2 separate regions of the Oryzias latipes genome follow, and region 1 is linked to region 2. Evidence: chromatin contacts called from public Hi-C data. All regions are on one chromosome and are shown on one strand. The core of a region is the stretch at or near the end of the contact, and the rest is flanking DNA. Distances in the headings are between cores, read along the strand shown.

The links. Hi-C and Micro-C count contacts between places; a contact is called where the count stands out from the background.
Region 1: a contact with region 2 is called in a Hi-C map of embryo, with 2.5 times the contacts expected there. The contact joins the enhancer-like site here to the promoter of pcdh9 in region 2. A contact is called at or near these places in 3 of 5 Hi-C or Micro-C datasets (embryo and gastrula embryo).

Annotation. Positions count from the first base shown.
Region 1 is chr3:15,150,155-15,156,074 of ASM223467v1, reverse strand. All of the region lies in intron 2 of pcdh9 (protocadherin-9), which reads right to left. Among protein-coding and RNA genes, the nearest start is that of LOC110017366, 30 kb to the right of the region's middle. Within about 2 kb of position 1,299, at least 2 of the 8 cell types and tissues checked have an H3K27ac peak or open chromatin away from gene starts, as enhancers often do. A contact at or near this core is called in embryo and gastrula embryo, where this site is marked.
Region 2 is chr3:15,026,490-15,031,902 of ASM223467v1, reverse strand. pcdh9 (protocadherin-9) reads right to left here and starts at 2,231. Exons shown (of 4, transcript XM_020712961.2): 1 at 1,356-2,231; 2 at 1-929. The coding sequence starts at 837.

The DNA of each region.
Region 1 (5,920 bases), core at 50-2,549, 130 kb before region 2:
CGGTCAGCAGCTGATTAGAAAGAAAGCAGGATCTAACACTGGAGTCAAGCATAGAGGTCTTTGAAGTGATTACCTTACATGTTTTGGTCCTGCTTTTGTTGCTTTAAGATAAACATGTGGAGCCACTCAGCATATGCCAGCTTATGTCAAGATGAAAGATTTTACAAGCCATTATCAGAAACCTGCAGATTGTTCTCAGGGTATTAGTTGGCTTCAGAAATGTGCTACAACTGCAAAGATCTTGCTGTGATTTCAGACACCATGGATGGGGGGTTAGATTTTCAGCACTTTTAGATGATCTAGATGACTGGCAGGAGATTAAGGGCTGGCAAAATGAGAGGTTTTAAAGTCAGCCAACGACACGCTGTCAGAATAACGGGAAGACATAAGAAAAAGGAAAAAAAAACTAAAATCTTTATACATACTCACACAAACAAGCTGAATATTCGAAAATGAATAAAAAGAGAAAAGCTAGGGAATGTAAAGCGTCTAGCCTTCCCAACAATTCCTTCCTTTATTATTTTAGAGGACAGGCTCTCTTCTGCGTATTTACCAGCCGTTGTGCAAGCTTTTACCTTCAGGAAACAAGCAGCTGATCTGGTTCATATTTTACAATGATTCATCTTGCTCAGTATCAACCACAAGGCATACATGTGATACAACCAAATTAAGGCCACTCAGGCGGACAAACAAGCCGGGGATTTTCAAACCTATGCCTTTTCTTTCATTTCGCCTGGTGAGCCACTGCAATTTATTGTTATATTAAGACTGATTCTTCAACCGTTTATTTAGGCTGTAGTTTTTCTTTAATTCTGCTTTTATTATTTCAAAGACAGAGTAACCAAAAAATATATAATAAAATAAATAACAACATTGCTTTGCTTTAAACATCATACTTTATTGACTGTTGCGGTCAATGGGAAGATTTTGCAGACTTTATTATAGAAAGTCTAGAATCCAAGCGAAGCCACTGTGTTTTTGTGTGAAATTACATTTCAAGGAAACAAACTATGCTCACATCAATAAAAAAGACTGTCTGTGAAACACCCAGTTATCACCGTATTCTTCATCTTAACTCAGTGTCTGATCAATGTACTGAACTCATGTTGCATTCAGGCAGTGATACATCTTTTGAGCAGTTTGATCAGCTAAAGCAAGGATGACTTCTGCCGAGAGTGTGTTTGGTTTTCACAGACATGTTACGCCCTCACCATTGCTGGAGGTGTCTGTTCTGACTCTCTTCAAGTGAATCACAAAGCCCAGAGGGACAAAAAGCCAGAAGCTTATCTATTGTGCTGAGGGAACAAAGGAGAAAGCACCCTATCTGTTCAACAAATGAGAAGACTAAGCTGGACACTGATGGGCCTACTTACCTCCTGGGAAATTACAAGAAAAGTATAAAATCTGAGCTGAAATGTCAAAAAGAAAAAAAAAATGTTTCTTTTTTCATCCAGCCATCTGTCCCATATGTGAAATGGTAATTTCCATTATGCTATTGATTACCTAATCATCCCGAGACAAAGGCTGTACAAAATTGTTTGGCGGATCAACCCACTTATCCTGTTCTCCAACATGAATACCTTTAATGAAACTGCATGCAATGAGAATTGAAACTCAAGCTCATGATAACAAGAAACAAAAATAATCTCCCATGGAGAAAATTTGATTTATTAAGCTTTTTGACAAAATAATAAAAAAGTAATTTGGATGTAGAATATGTTTTGCAGTGCTTCAGGATGTTTAGAGGAAAAAGCTAGGTACATGAAGTAAAACAAAACAGTCAGATAGCTCCCTTCAGAGGTCAGTGGTTAGTTGCAGTATAGGTGCACAAAGCTGAGCAAGCTTGCTAGCAGAACTGAACACAAACAAAGCTCTGTTACCATTTGTGCAGTTGCTTGTGGGCACTATAAGCACAAAGCATAATGAACACTTTAGTAGGGTTTTAAGACTGAAAAGAATCCACTGCTTGCCTTTTGAAAAATATTCATATGAAATAATATACCTTGCTGATGTTATCCAATCTCTAGTATGTTAAAATGTTGAACTGTATCAATATTAGCATTCAGACAAGGTCTTCACACAAACACACATACGATTTTGTAAAACCCTGTCTATGGCAACAAATCTGTTTCTCTCTTGTTTGTTAGGTTTGTAAAAATGGCTGAACGAAGGACACCCAATGTTATTTGAGCAGAAGGATGTGCAAGCAGGAGTAAAGAATTCCCAATCAGAAAAAGTGATTTGACCTTGACAAACAGTAGGCTAAAAGGTTCAGTGCATTCAGGTCACAGAGTAAAAGGAAAGAGCTCTCCAAAAAGAATGAATTTAGAATCACAAACTGGTATTATTTCTATCTATATGTCTTTCCATCATTCTCTTTGCCTATCTATCTTCATATCTTTATATCCATCTATCTACTCTGCAGAGTATTGATTTTTTGTCAGAGACCTGTTGTGATGCAACTGGTTAAATTGCATTCTAAAACAAGATAGATTGTACTGTGCACACAGCTGTGCCAAGCAGATAAATCAATTAAAGTGACCTGATCTGACAAGTCGCCTCGTCCTCAGTCGGGCTTAATATGAGAACACACATCTGAGACTCGTGCCTATCTCTGTCTCACCATGGAACCCTCTTTCTCCTGAAAGTCTGATTGAAAGACGTGTTGACAGCACTTCAAGAGCTAACATTAACTTCAGCTGAGAAAAAAGATAGCATCATTTTTGTATTATTTGATTTTTTGTATTTGGCAGAAAAACAGATCCTATCAGGATTTTCACTATAAGGCAGTTTGAAAACTGACTTACAATATATAAAAAACATGTAGTAAACCCCAAAGATACTTACAATATTTTTAGAGAAATTAGTCATTATCTCACGCCCCTGTTATAAAATGTCATTGTGATTTATCAATCTAACACAGCATACAAAAAAATAATACTACAATTTGCAAATGAATCCCCTTACAAGCAAAATCCACCATATTTTCCACAATATAAGTCTGTTATAACCCTTGTGCTATCCTAGGCACTTTAACATTGGGAGTTGGGTCATCTAGACCCCACTAGACAGTGCGCTGAAACTTTTTTCTTCAATGATTTGTGATCTTCACTGGTGTCCATGGATTACATGAACTCTTTCCACCTTTATCCACCTTTTTCATGGTATGGAGAACACGTCAATGCAAGGGTGGGGTCATCTAAGATGGCACAAGGGTCAAAAGTCTTAATTATTTTACAAAAAAACGACAGTGCTCTGAATAATCCTGAGCTCCATGTATATGGATTAATCCTGGTTGTGCTTACTGATGTCAAAACAATTTTCTAAGGTAAACAGCGCATTGTTTAAATGTCAATCTGTTTTTTTTACAGGCTGCAAACGAGGTTGGTTGTTTTATAGATACGCTAACATGGCCAACGTGTAGTTGTGTCAGACTGCGTTTTTTTCTGTGTAACTAGCATAGTTGGTAGTTAGTATGGTCACAGGAATGTTTGTTTTAGTTGTATCAGTCTGTTATTTTGTGTTATTAACAAGGCTTGGAGTTACTGCAGTCACAGTAATGCTTGTTTTAACTGTATCCGTTTGTTTTTCTTAAATTTGCAAACACGGTTTTGAGTTACAGTTATTGTGAATACTCCAATACTTCAATGTACTCCTCGCTTCTAACGTCACATGTCATTTCGTACAAACAAGTTCTGGAGTTGCTATGAACATATAAAGTCTGACTGACTGACGGGCGTATCTCTGATTGTTTCCTCTTCCTCAAAGCTCCTTATAGTATGGTGTGCCTTATGACATTAGTTCGAAAGTAGACCATTCATTGACGGTGCGCCTTATGATCCAGTGCGCCCTACAGTGTGGAAAATATGGCATGTTTTAAAACAGCAAAAACACACCTCATGCTTGTCTTTTTATAACCACATTTACTTTTCTATTACTCAAGAAACACTTTTGAATAAAAATACAACAACTTTGTACTTTTTTACAGTATGATCATCAAGTCTGTAATCCTGTTTTTTAGGATTGTGACTTGAACAATAGCTGGAGAGCTAAAAACTGCATGAAAACCTGTGTTGACATCTTGCAAACAAGTGTTGAGGGTAAGAGGATAAAAAGAGAGCTGGACATTTTTACAGACATGAACCTAATGAGGACAAGATGATGCATCTAGACCTGATTGTATCTAGTGCCGATGTGATTGTTGAAGTTTTTTTTTATTATTGTTTTTTATTATTTTATTCAACAATAAATTCTGGAGAATAACTTGTATTGCCCTCACACGGGTTCCTGTAAGTTAAGCTAAATTCAGTTACTAAATCTTGGAAAATGCTCATAACACAGATGACTGTATGGAAAAAAAACATATAAATGTAAATAAAACACCAATCATAGTTTGGATGGCTGTTTTTCAGGTGTGCTCATCATCTTAATTCTATTATTACATGTTGTTGTTTTTAGCGTAAACACTTATGGCAAAGTGCTTTATTGCTGGAATTTTCTCAGTGAAGAAATGAAGCACATGGTCATTGCTGAAATTATGATTTACTGCTAGATGTAAATTTTTTGTCATGAGGCAAATATTACATTTGAGAGTGATTGTTGTTATCATGCAATGATAATCACTGGTTATACTATCAATCTCATGACTGGTGCTTTGAAGGCATGACGGATGTTTTGCCAATTCAAAATGGCACATTGATGCAGGTGGACTCCCCCTCTTTATACGTAAAAAAATCTGCCTTGGTGGCTGTTGTAAAAATAAAAAATAAAAACAAGTTAGAGCGTATGTACTGATATACATACAGTACATGGGGTCATTTGCAGAGCTGAGGGTAGCTTTGGATATTTAAACTGAAAACCCTGAAACAATTTAGTCTGTAGAGAAAGTAGAGTTTATTGAGTCTTACAAGGCGGTAGATATCAGGAAATTCAAGAGCAGGATGAACTCTGGTCGTGGTCTTTTGTTTTTTGGAAAGATATTTTGCTGAAGGGCTTAGTTTGTTCACTGAAAAGCTAGAAGTTTTCCCACGCCAGACTGCACTGCCGAGCTATGTTTGAACTTAGGTGAACGCTTGACTTGACCGATTCGACAACAAAGAAAAGAAAAGCTACAAACAGACACCTATACACTGAAGGGATTTTCTTTTGCAAAAAAAAAATAGAAATTTTTTTTCTTTACTCCTCTGCTAACTTGACCATGGTTTTTCATCTTAAGGGTCAGTTTCTAACTATCAATCAGCTCAGCTCACCATCCACCAAAAATTCCTTTTTAATGGCAACATTTACAACAAACCGATCAAAAAGATTCTTTAAAGAGCTCACTTCAAGGTTTGGTTATTTGAATCCATATGACCACTGAAGATCTAAATGGATTTACATTTCACCTCAATAGAATATGAGCACGCTCAAGACCTAATGCAAGGTGATTGCAATTTAAGGCAAAAGTGATATTGCTAATTAATGCACATCCAAAGAGGTCCGGGTCTTTAATCATCTCAAGTATGGGCTGTCTTTTATCAAAACACAGAGGAACTGAGATGGGGCGGCTGCTAAAATGCTATTTGTCTCAAGTACATTAAAAAAAAAGATTAATTTTTAATCATTTGTCTTGGGAAATACTGCTATACTTAATTTAAACAGTACATATGTGAACTGGGATTGCTCAAACATTGGTTTGATGATCTGCTTTCAAAGATTCAATGACACTATCACTTAGGGAAGTGCGCAAACAAAAGGGAGATGTTCAAGGCTCAAATGGAAAAATGGAAGAAAAAAAAGAGGAAACAGTAACACAAAAGGAAGAAAGAATCAGGAAGGGGGAGTATAAGGAAAATATTGGAACTGAGCATGTTCAAAGAATTCTAAAACAGGCCTTCAAGAGTTACATCCGGTTGTTTTCAAAGTGCTGACTGGTTGGCTA
Region 2 (5,413 bases), core at 982-3,481:
ATCTGCATCAGTAGCCTGGAGCTGAACAACAGATGTGCCAATAGGAGAGTTTTCTGGTATGTGCACTTCTATCTGATTCTCTCTAAACACTGGCTTGTTATCATTGACATCTGTTACAGTAACCTGAAGAATGGCAGTGCTGGATTTCTGTGGACTGCCACCATCCTCGACTTTAATTTTCATCACATACGTGTCCTTCTGCTCTCTGTCCAGATTTTGCTGCACAATGAGCTGGGGCCACTTCTCCCCCTCAGGCGTTTCGACTATATCTAAGCCAAAGGCGCTTTGCCCGTTGATCAGCTCGTATTTGTGGACACTGTTGGGGCCGGTGTCTGGGTCAGTGGCAGACGGAATAGCAAAGCGGCTGTTAATGAGGGTGTTCTCCGGGATGGAGATGTTGATCACTGGGGATGGGAACATGGGGGCATTGTCGTTTGTGTCTTTCACGATTATTTTAATCTTTATCAGCCTAAAATAATCATTAGGCAGGACGACCACTTCTATTTCAAAGGAGCACTCTGCATCCTCAAACGAGGAACCAGGGCACAACTTTTCTCTGTCAATTCTGTTTGACGTGGTAAATATTTCTCCAGTGTTGCCCAGAACGCGCACCAGCGGGCTATCTCCTGCTTTCGAGACGAGCCGGTACACTAGATTAGCACTTGCTCCAGTTGCAGCACTTGTATGGGAAATGTTTAGGTCCTTTGGTATATTTCCAATTAGGACATTTTCTTGCAGCTCCTCTCTGATTGGGTAGATCAGCTCTTGAGCTATGGATGGATCTAACCATATGCAGGCAAGCAGGGAGCCCAACAGGTAAAAGTCTTTCAGATCCATGATATAGTTTCCAGCCTTTTTACAGCTCAGCTTAGCAAATTTTTGTAAGCACTGCTGTAACAGGCGATGACAGGAATCGTCCACGTGCACACCTATGAATAAATAACAAGAGTTTCTCCTAAGTAACTTTAACATGCACAACAATTCAATCAGCAGTCAAAAAACTTTAGAGTTGAACCCCATTTGAAATATTACTACCTGCTTTAATAAATAGCATTCTTAAAAAGCAACAGCAGCTGCCCTTGTTATGCCCCCCCTACACACACACACACACCTTCACATCCCCCCCAATCCTCCACATTTTATGGTCACTGAGAATTTCTAAACCCCGCAGGCAGCCAAACTTCACAACACATTACACGTTCTTATTAATTTCACACTTAAATTGTCAAATTTAAAGAGCTTAAGCCGTGTGTGGGCTGCTTAACGAATCAATGCGCATGAATGAAGCATACAAAGTACGCTCAGTCAGATGTTAAATTCAGTGGGCAACTGAGACCTATTCTTATCCTACATACCCAAATCCGTTGCAGCGAAGGAGAAAAACTGGAGTGTGTCAGCTCATAGTCTTCTCATCCCGCGCGCCGCTGTGTGCCAGAGTTTAGTGCTGGAGAGATCCTCCTCTGTCTGATCTGCGTCTGGGTCCAAGGGAAGAGGAGGAGGAGGAGGAGGTGGAGGGATAATGCAATAACTGGTCCGTAAGACTAATCAGACTGAAGAAAAGGTCTGGGATATAAGATGCTGATCGCACAGAAAGGGGTCAGCCAGAAGCGACATAGCCCGTGTCGCAGTTCCCCGTTGAAGTTTAGGAACGGACAGGGGACCCGACTGCGCGACCTGCGGGGATTGCGGTGATCAGCGCCGCGCGGCGAGCAGACACAGCAAGGTGGTCAGTGAATGATTTGCGGTCTTTTCCATTAAAAACGGCTCCCAAAATCAGTGTTCATCTCTCAGACTGTCCCATAAAATATATGAAAATAAAAAGAGCAAGAATTTCAAAGCTGTTTTTTTTTTCTATATTAAAAAATAAAATCTTCTCCCCTTGCTACCTGTGAAGGTGAAGGCGCCGACGAGGTGAATGCAAAAAGAGACACGCGTGTCCCGTCATGTTTCAACTTCAACAAGCTTCATCAGTAATCGCCAGATGCAAACTGGATTTTTTTTAAAAGGAGAAAAAAAATTAAGTAAAGGTTATTACTTCGGAGTCAATCCCACATGGAAATGCCAAAATGAAATAAAAATAAAGACGGCACTTCAGAGTCACACCGATTCGCTGAGTGGATGCGCCGGTCCTCCTCACCCCTCGCGCTCCCAGAGCTGAATATCGCGCACGAACTCTTTGCAAACCCACAGGAGGGGTGGTGAAGTATACCACTCCAGCGCCCCCACCCCTCCTCCTCCTCCTCTCTCACCCCTCCACCCCGCCAACCCTCGTCATTGGACACCGCCCATCTCTTTCAATTGCGTCGTCTAAGCGAGCGGACTCGGGATTGGCCCGCGGTCACGTCATTTAACGCAATCCGGAGGGTCGTCCGCTGTGTGATGCTCCATGGAGATGCTGCAGGCTGCACGCGCTTAACCAAAACCCTAAGGCTGGAGGGGGGCGGGGGGGGGGTGAGGATGCTGCCGCTGCTCATGATGATGATGACGCTGTTGTGATGATGATAGTGTAAAATAATAATTAAAAAGGTTATTATTCTCTGTGTTGTTGTGTTGTTTTGTTTTCTGTGTGCAAAAACAGGGAAACATTGGCTCCAAAGGACATATCAAACATATAACCTGTTAGCCAGTTGTCAGGTTGGATGTAATAGTAAGTGCAGACAAAATAAATGAAAATAAGAAAAAAAGATGCTTTAAGTGTTCTCTGGAATCTGGCTAAGAATAAAAAAAAATAACACACAACACAATCTTTGTGCAGAGTCACTTATAACTGCAGTCGGCACAGAGAAACCATTGTCTAAGCATCTTTGCACGAAGTGCATATTCACACCCTACATACCACATTTAGCACCCCGCAGCCAGTCGTCAGCACTTGTCCATAACAAATAACCTTGACAGCTATCCGAGTCATCAAAGTCATAGTGGCTCACAGTGCACGCTCTTTGAGTATTAGACAAATTGCATTAATTTCTATGCTTGATGCTCTGATGCTGGGATGCTATTCTAGGATGGATCCTCCTTTAAAAGTTTAAAAGCAGCCGGAGCTCATGACACCATAAGAGGTGAGGATGGAAGGGTTCATTTGGCAGAGGAAACTGAAATCATCCATTGAGATCTGTCACTATCACTTCATCCCAAACTGCTTTTCTCTCATTATTTCATTTCGGTTGAGAAAAAGACCCCTCTCAGTTCAAATCCACAGCTTACCCTGGCTGTGCTACTGTTGCTATGGTGGAAGTCTGTCGTGGTAAACACTGCCATCTTGAGGTGGAGCTTGACAAACGCCTCAACCAAGCTTCAAGCTCAAACATTTAATTTTTCAGTGGAAAAAAGAAATAGAGCTCTCCTCAGCATCACCTCAGGAGGACGGCGCATTAAATGGCATAAAGAGCGACTCATTTAGTGGAAGCATGCAAGAATTTAGATAACTAAAGTGAGTGTGAGCCTCACTCTATAATGTGAGGACATGTGAGCATCACTGAGGTGAGAACTCAGCTGCAAATGTCTCTTGAGATGGTGGCTTATTGCCCGGTCAGCAGTCCATTAGCACAACCAGCCTATGTGGCCTGACCTTTTTGTCTCTAGATCCAGCCTTCAGCATCCTTAGCTGGGAGAGAGCAGCTTTAGGAGTGATCTGTCACTTCGTTTTAAAGTCTGACACCCTGAGGTACATGGGAAAGTGACAACATAACTGTCAGCGCTGGTGAAACACCTTCTTGCTCTGGTGGCCAGCTGGAGTCATTAGTAACTCATCACTTGCTTTTACTTCCTCCCTGGGAGTGTGTACATGTGTCTAGTTTGTTTAATATTTTTTTTCCCTCCACAACAAGTTTACCTACAGAGATTTGAAAACTTGCCTGGTCTACAAGGTGAGTGTGTGAGCATAAGGATGTCGTAATTAGGAAAGCAGAAAAGGAACATTTTCAAAGCTCCAAAAACCTCTGACGGAATTCTTAAGACCCTCACATCGATTACTAGTTCTATCAAAATTCTCCACAAGTGATGCAGAGTTTCTGTCACGGCTCATTGAAACCTTATGGATTTTGTCTTTACAAACAAGCTGAATGCGGCACAACTCTGGTATCAGGCACCAGAGGGGCTAAAATAACCAGCTGCAGTTGGAGTCTGAACTGACCCAGTTTTACTATTTTTTAAATGTTATTTATTTATTTATTTTGCTGGTTTGAACCGGTTGCAGCTAATGTTTCTGCCAGTCAAGCTACTGACAAGCGATGAATAATGTAGAATGCTAATATATGCATTAGGTCTTGCGGTGCACCTCCCACAATCTCGCACAGAGGAGAGAGCTAAAGGGAAGTGCCTGCATCTAAGGCCTTGTGATTCCTTGTGTACCAGGTGCAGTCGACCCCCCTATTCAACTTGGTTTGATTCTCACACTGACTTATTGACTTGTCCAGGCTGTTGAATTGGCCTCATGAATAACACAAGGAATAAGTGTGTTTCTTTCGCATTCATCAAAGTGCAAGGTCAAACAGGTAATTTTTATGTGTTTTAATTCAATAAAAGTCTGCAGAGATGAAGGTTGGAAAAATCAACTTGCGTCAGGAAAGAGAAGAAGTTAGCTGCAAGCCCAACTAAAAGCTCGACATTTTTTCATAAGTTTGTAAGTTACGCAATTTATAGCATAAAAAATCTGTTATAATATAAATGAACCAATATTTGTATCTTTATTTATGCGTTCTCACTGTTTTCAGGAGAAGAAACAATAATTCACGTCAGTAACAGAGTTCATGCCACAGTACACATGTAAGAAAAACAACAAAAAATAAGATTTCTGCACCAATTTACAAAGCAATTAAACAAGAAAATAAATGAAACAATTGTCCTGAACACTTATTTTTCTTCCCTTTTCCCCACTCAGTCTCTGTAATCAGCTGACTCAGAGAAAAACACAAGTTGGGTTGTAATCACTTGAGCTGAATCCTGCTGCTTGTAATACAGAGCCATCTGCCAGCAAAACAAATGAGCACTTAAAATTGGATCTCAACAATAATCCGATTTTTTAAAACAGTTTCACCCCTTTTTTAATTGTTATTATTATTATTTTTTTGATTCAGCAGTGTTTTGAGGTGAATGTTTAAAATTCAGAGGCACTTCCTTCTACTAACAATGTCTTATGTTTTAGAACCTGATAAAAAAAAATGGTCCTCTTTTTTTGTATTTTTGCTTTCCCTTCTGTTATGCTTTTGCTGCCTTTCTCCGAGGAAACTGGTTTTATTTGTTTTGCTCAAAAAAGAAAAACTGGATCTGCCGTGAAAATGTGAGCCTTTTCCTCCCAAAACCATTTTGCCAATCCAACCCCTCTAAAGAGTGGTAATGACCCAGCGGATAATTGGCATCTCACTTACTGTGGACCCTGAATGCTAATCAGAACCGTCTATCATGCATCTCCGGC